Regions from separate parts of the Mus musculus genome. Here region 2 is linked to region 1. A link is a contact called in public ChIA-PET data. All regions are on one chromosome and are shown on one strand. Each heading gives the region's core, a stretch centred on a gene start, on an enhancer-like site or on the middle of the called end of the contact. The rest is flanking DNA. Distances are from core to core; before and after follow the strand shown.

Evidence for each region. ChIA-PET counts read pairs in DNA pulled down with a chosen protein or histone mark.
Region 2: a contact with region 1 is called in an RNA polymerase II ChIA-PET map of memory CD8 T cells, with 38 read pairs. The contact joins the promoter of Cst7 here to the promoter of Nanp in region 1. A contact is called at or near these places in 8 of 39 promoter capture datasets (the 3T3-L1 cell line, the C10 cell line, the HPC-7 cell line and 4 more), 1 of 115 datasets of contacts at active chromatin or transcription factors (memory CD8 T cells) and 1 of 9 other capture datasets (liver).

Annotation. Positions count from the first base shown.
Region 1 is chr2:151,037,851-151,041,117 of GRCm38.p6, reverse strand. Nanp (N-acetylneuraminic acid phosphatase) reads left to right here and starts at 1,739. Exons shown (of 2, transcript NM_026086.2): 1 at 1,739-1,881. The coding sequence starts at 1,792.
Region 2 is chr2:150,568,969-150,572,235 of GRCm38.p6, reverse strand. Cst7 (cystatin F (leukocystatin)) reads right to left here and starts at 1,821. Exons shown (of 4, transcript NM_009977.3): 1 at 1,651-1,821. The coding sequence starts at 1,717.

The DNA of each region.
Region 1 (3,267 bases), core at 490-2,989:
AAGTCATCAACTCTGACTCTGCTCCATAAAATACAAAAACTATAGGTAGTCTGCCATTCATCTCTTTCTACTGAGCATCAGAAACCCATCTGTGACTTGTGTACCTCAGGTTATGGGAGCTTTTTTTTTTTTTTTTTTTTTTTCTGTACAGAGCTAAGCATCTTAGTCTTTAGTCAAGTTATACAACTCTGTCACTGTCAGGCAAAAGCAGAAGTATACTACATAGACTCAAGGATGCTGCATTCCAATTATTAAACACCCAAAAGGAGTTAAGTTTATCTCAAAACACAGGAAGTTTTACAGCCAAGCAAAGGTGGGCCAACAAGTTCCTTATGAACACAATACAGCTCAAAGTTAAATTTGTAGCCAATGAAAAGACAAGAACAATATGACTGGCTGAAGTCAGCCTTTACCTTACATAGTTTTGGCGGTTTGGGCCTGACTGGCTGGAGGCCCAGCCATTTTTTCACAATTTGTATATATTACCCAGGTAGGGTACAGTTCACTATGAACAGAAGCCACTTGGAGCCAGTATCATTCAAGTATAGACAAAGATCTTAGTTGAAGTTAATTCAAGCCAGATGTGGTGGTACTTGGGAGAACTAGCACTTGGGAGACAGAGGGAGGCAAATCACTCTGAATTTGAGGCCAGCATGGTCTACACAGCTAGCTCCAGGCCAATCAGTTACTCAATGTGACACTGTCTCAAAACAAACAAACAAACAACAAAAACTGAAACTATAGACAATTAAATTTAATCAATTCTCACATGTTATGAAATACTTTCTCATTTTCTCTGAATAACTTACAATGTAAGAACCAATCCTAATTCGAAAGCTCAGAACCAGGTCTGTGGCATTGGCTGACCCAATAAGTTCCAGGTTAGTGAAAGTGACTCCAAATTTCATCAATAAAAAAGGATTAGAGGTTGATTTCAACCAACAGAAGGCAAACCTTGTTACTTATCTTGTGGGGTTCTTAACAGACAGTCTCGGTTCCTTGCTAGAAATTACAGAAAACCATGCAATTAATAGGCACACAAGACTTGGGCTGCAGAGTTTCAGAAAAATGAGTAAAGATGGAGGGAAAGGAGCTGGAGAAATGGTTCACTGGTTAAGAACTCATACTGCTCTTGTAGAGGACCCAAGTTCCCAGCACCCACAGTGGGCAGCTCACAGCCGCCGCAACTGCAGCTCCAGGACGACCTCGTCTGTCCTCTGCAGGCACTCACGTACACAGAAACACAAATACACATTTTTAAGAACAACCATTCGGCAGACACTGCAGAGACTCCCATTTCTCTTCAGTTCTTCTAAGCATCTTTCAAAGGATGTTCAGATGAAGGCTCTAGTTCCTACAAGGCTGTGGGCAAGAAGTGAAGCGCTAAAGTCACCGGGCAGCTAGGTTCCGAGGTTGGTGGGCACACTCTCCTGCCCCATCTCCTGATGGAGACTGTGCGGTCACCATAGAAAGACAGGCCAGCCAAGGGTCTGGAGAGTTTCTCCAGTACGGCTCGGATGTCCTTCTCAGCCCTAAGCAAGCCCACCAAGCCATTAACGGAGAGGACCATCCACCCACACACAGCAGTAAGCCTTGATAACACTCATCCACCTCTCGTGCACGCGCACCCTATAAAATTTAGTGTCCGAATCTCGCGCGATCTTGCCACGGAGACCCCGGAGCTTTGGAAGGGTCAGGTGACCTCCGAGACTCCGCCCAGGTGTTCCTGACCGCCTTGCGCATGCGCGGCGCGGCAGAAGCGGCTCGCGCGCTGCTTGGGTTGCCGAGGCTATGGGGCTGAGTCGGGTCCGCGCGGTCTTCTTTGACCTGGACAACACACTCATCGACACGGCCGGGGCGAGCAGGAGAGGCATGTTGGAGGTAACGTCCCCGCGCCGTCGCCCTCCCCTGCCGGGCCAGCACTCCGCTCCGCACCCTCAGTCCCCCCGCTGCGTGCCCGTGGAGCTTCTTTCCCGCGCGTGGGGCCGGGTGCTGGACTCTGAACTGCCACGACTGCAGAGTCGCCGCCACCTGCGGTCACCCGGGCTCGGACGGCGCGGGACGAGACCCCTCGCCCTCCTCTTGCTGCAGCCCCGCGCGAGATGGGCTGCGGTGGGTTTTGGGGAAGAGGCTCAGACAAGGCTTTGGCCCAGGAAGTTATATAACTCTGAGAGGCGGGCCTGGACTTAACCTACATCATAGCATTTTTTTTTTCCCTGCAGGCCTCCCTGTGGCCTTCCGGGCTTTCTGGTGCTGAGACCCTCGGCACATAAAATGCTGAGGGGGCAGTCTTTTAGTGAGGCATTGCTGATCTGCACCCTCCTAGCTATAGCTACAGATGCTGTCGGACATCTTCCTTTTCCAGTCCTGCTCTTAACCCACCCCTACTTTCCATCCCCTGCCTTCAGCTTCAAGGAGAAACCGAAGGAGTATCAGATGTGGAAAGCCCACTTACAAAAAAATGCCTGCCCTTTCAATACTAAGGGTCTTATGCGTCTTCAGGTAGTTTTTTGTTTATCTGGATCTTAAACCTTCCACATTTCTTGCTGCATTGCACCCACAGTTTGTTCGTGTCGGTCTTTAAAATTTTTTAACCCTACATCTCTCTTGGACTGTGCTTTTCTGCACAGCTATGTTTTAAGGAAAATTGCCACCCGTTGTCTCCATCAGGGCTCTCTTCTCTGTATTTCCAAATCCACTCACTGGGACGTAGCTTCTGTCTCTGCCACAAGAATACAATAGGCTTGCCAAGTGGTTAGGTGGCTCCCAAAGTGCCAACGTCACTAGGTATTTTGAATTGGGGTGTGCATGTGCGTGTGCGTGTGCGTGTGTGTGTGTTATTTTCTTGGTTCTGAGGTTTGAGCCTACCTCCTCGCCATCCGAGACAGGTTCTCCCCTGAGCTACTTCTCCCCACACTTGGAATCAGTCTTAACTGAAGATTTCCACGCTGTCGATTGCCCCGTGCATTGTGACACCCTCACACGTTACATACTTCCGTGTGTTCTGCCTCCATTATCTCAGACTGCAGACAGGGCACACTCAACAGGTGCTCTTATCCAGCTGAGGCCCGTGTTTTGAGACTCAGGTTTTGTGTTAGGCTGGTTCTTGTTAAGTAGGTCTATTAAACCTCACATTTGAATCACAATTCTCCCAGTACTCGGTGCCTCAGCAGACCCCCTGTCTATGCCTAGCCTCAGATCCTCGTAAATTTGAGCATTAGTCTGCATAACACTGTCAGGTAGCTTTCATGCCATACATGGGAAGAT
Region 2 (3,267 bases), core at 572-3,071, 470 kb after region 1:
CATCAGGAAGGGAGGTACCATAGTGGGTAGAGATGTGGTTCATTAGCACAGCAGAGCAAAGGCCTGGCCATTGACTTGCAGGCAATGGTGGGCACTGTTGGGAGTACCCCAGGCCTATAAGCACTTTGTGAGATCATCACTGAGCTACTTTCTCTAAGACATTCAGGTAAGAACCAGTTACTGGCATCTCAAAGGGCAGGCTGAAGGAAGTTCCAAACTTCTCAGATGGTGTATATGGGGCTTGTAGTATTCCCAGGTTCCAGTGTGAGGGTGGTGTTTATTTGGGTCTGGGCAGAGAGGCCTGAAGGGGGTGGCTCAGAGAAGCTGTTGAGGGCAGGTGAATGGAGAAGATTCCTTTCAGCTCACAAATTTGGGGGAAGTTAACGTGGTAGAGACAGGGAACTGACAGTCCTCCAATATCTCCCCCAACAGCTGTCCTGTGGTGTTAACTATAATGTGGTAGATGTGGCCACTCTGTTGAATTAGGCCTCAGAGGAGGCAAACACAGCATCGTCAAAACACCGAGTATAAAAAACCGAAACCCTAGGATCGGTGAGATAGCCAGTACCAATGTCTTCCCCAGATCTCTCACATAGGCCAAGAGGGCTTTGCAGCATGAACACCAGCTTCTGCCCAAGCTTCTCTCTGGACAACTGGGGCAGAGGAATCGTAGGTAGGCCAGGAAGGGCCTCCTAGTGAGCACTAAGGCCACAGGGAGCAGGGCATGGAGAGGCAAGGTCTGTGGCCTGGCCCGTGCTTAGTGCTGTCTCCTCTTTTACCAGTTAACTACCTCTTTGCCAATGACCCCCCCCCCCCGAGCTGCTGTGGTCCATCCTCATCCTCAGAACAGAAGCTCCCCTACCCATTACTGCCCTGTCTCCACAGTGCCCCATTCACAGCATCTACTTGGGTCTTGGATTTGGAGGCTATGCCCTACTGTGTCTCTACACTTACTTCTTTGCACCTAATTGCTGTGAAGGGGGATTCTATGTCCTTGGTGTCTCTTGGGTATTCCCTTTCACTGCCTCCCAGTGACCAGACCCAGCCTGCTTTAAGGAGGAAGAATGACAAAAGCCTTATGCATAAGCGCTGTCTTCATCTACTGGGAGATGGTCAGTTATCAGCTTTTTTGTCAGTTAGAGGCAGGGCCCTCAAACTTTATCTATGTGCTGAATCTGCTTGCTGGGGCAGACATCTTCCAGCTCTCTGTAGGGAAACAGGCACTCATGGCTGATGGTTAGCAAGTTAGCTAGCCTGGTTGCATCTCAGCTTTCCAACACAGGCGACTGCCACCCCTCACTGGCCACTAGCATGCTGACTTGCACAATACTTATCTTACTGGGGTCTCTGCAGTAAAGTCAGTTAGAAAAGTAAAGCTGTCAGATATAGACTGAGTGAGGCCCTTGAACAGAAGAGAACAGAAGTTGTTCTCTTTATCCCTGTGGCTGCTGTTATGCTTGATCCCTGATGTCTATTCTGCTTAGAAGTAGCTGCTGCCAGGATCCCCAGCCCCTTGCCAGGGTCTTTCTCAGGGTTCCAAGAGTGTCCTAAGAAAGATGCAAGACTAACAGGCCAGGGTCCCCATACTTCTACTACTAGAAGGTGGTCAGAACAGTACTCTGGGATGGGGCCAGATGACCCTTCTCTTACCTGGGGGGCGTGCCCCATGGGTGTCAGAAGTTAGGCAGCAGAGGGCAAGCAGAATGGCCAGCCACATGGCTGGGGAAATGCAGGGAGCATGTAGTGGGCCAAGTGCTCGGCAAGTACAGCTCCAGGACCAGGGCATGGTGGGGTAGCTTCAGTGGGGCGTGGTTTCTTGCTGAATCATTTTAACCAGAAGCGCTTCATCTTCAGGACTTGGGGCCACAAGAGCAACCACTTCCTTTAAAGAAGTTTCCAAGCTGTGATCATTTGCAGGGGGAGGCAGGGGGAGAGAAGTGAGACCCACGAGCGCAGCACCCTCTCTCCTTCCCAGGGTGGGAGGAGGCAGTTTCCTACCATTCACCACACACGGGGGATGCTGATGTGAAGAAACCAGGGGATTTTCAAAAGTAGTCACTTGACTGTCCTTCTACATTTATAGACTCTCTCCCCTCCTGCATTCTAGTATTCAGAATAGCCCCCTTCAAGAGACAAGAAACTATGCTGTCCGGGTCTGAGGGGTTATCTGCAGGAAAGCTATTCATACTTTCCAAAGTCCTTGGGAGGAGCATTGGCACGTGGCTTCTGTGCCTCAAACAGGAGCTCAGCACCGTGAGAGCTGAGATACTGATCATGGCCCACTCTGGGCTCAAAGCCTTCTAAGGAGATGAAATTACGTAGACAGAGGTCTGATTCTGGCCATGCCTCTACTTTCAGCCCATGGTTTGGAGTGGGTACCTATACCCAGTTATCTGAATCTGAATCTAGGCTTTGCTGTCATTAGACTAGGAACAGCCCATGCACCTCAGTTACCTCTGGGGACTTGTGAAACATTGGAGTTTCTTTTGCATAAAGGCTCAGGGTAGGAGGAAAGCAAGCTGTAATCGGCTTCAGTGTGGAGAGGTATATTCGTCTCTCAGAACTAGGCTAGGAAGGTAGTGTGGAAGGATGCCTGGGGTCTTACTTGCCCCCAGGAGACACATGGGCCTCCCAGGCTGCCTGACATACAGATATAGTCAGATCCTGGATGCTCGGGGCAGCGGTGGAGGGGGTCTGAGCCAGGTGAATTGTGCTGGATCCTACTAAATTCCAAACAGGGCAGATAGGGTCTGCGGGACATGGACAAACTATGTAATCTGAGGTCCCAATAGGTTTCTGGGTGCTGCAGGTAGTATTCAGTAAGTAGTAGCTGTTATGACAACCCCCCATGGTCCTTTCCTGTTTGATCTTGGGATCCTTATTTTTGGCTGCTAGGGTCTGGGACACAATGTCTTCAGTATAAATGGGATAGAGTAGTGCCCGCTTCAGTTTCAAACATCCACTGAGAGGTTGGGAGTCAGAACATAATCCACGTGTTGTATTTCTAGCAGTAACCAGAGCATCAGTAGTCTAGGTGGGAGCAGGAGATGGAGCTAGGCTGGCTGCTTGGTCTTCAGGCCAGTGTGGTGCAGTACAAAGATAATTCAGGGATTTGAATTCCCCGCCTCTGTGCTACATAAAGTCTGAAAGCTTCTGCGGAGTCCCTAAGGAGAACCTCATCTTGTATAGTTCTTGAGATTGTTGAAAATAAAATGCAGAGTCCCATCCTCCAGTTATCCGGAGAGACGTTGAAGTCCAGCTTTTCAG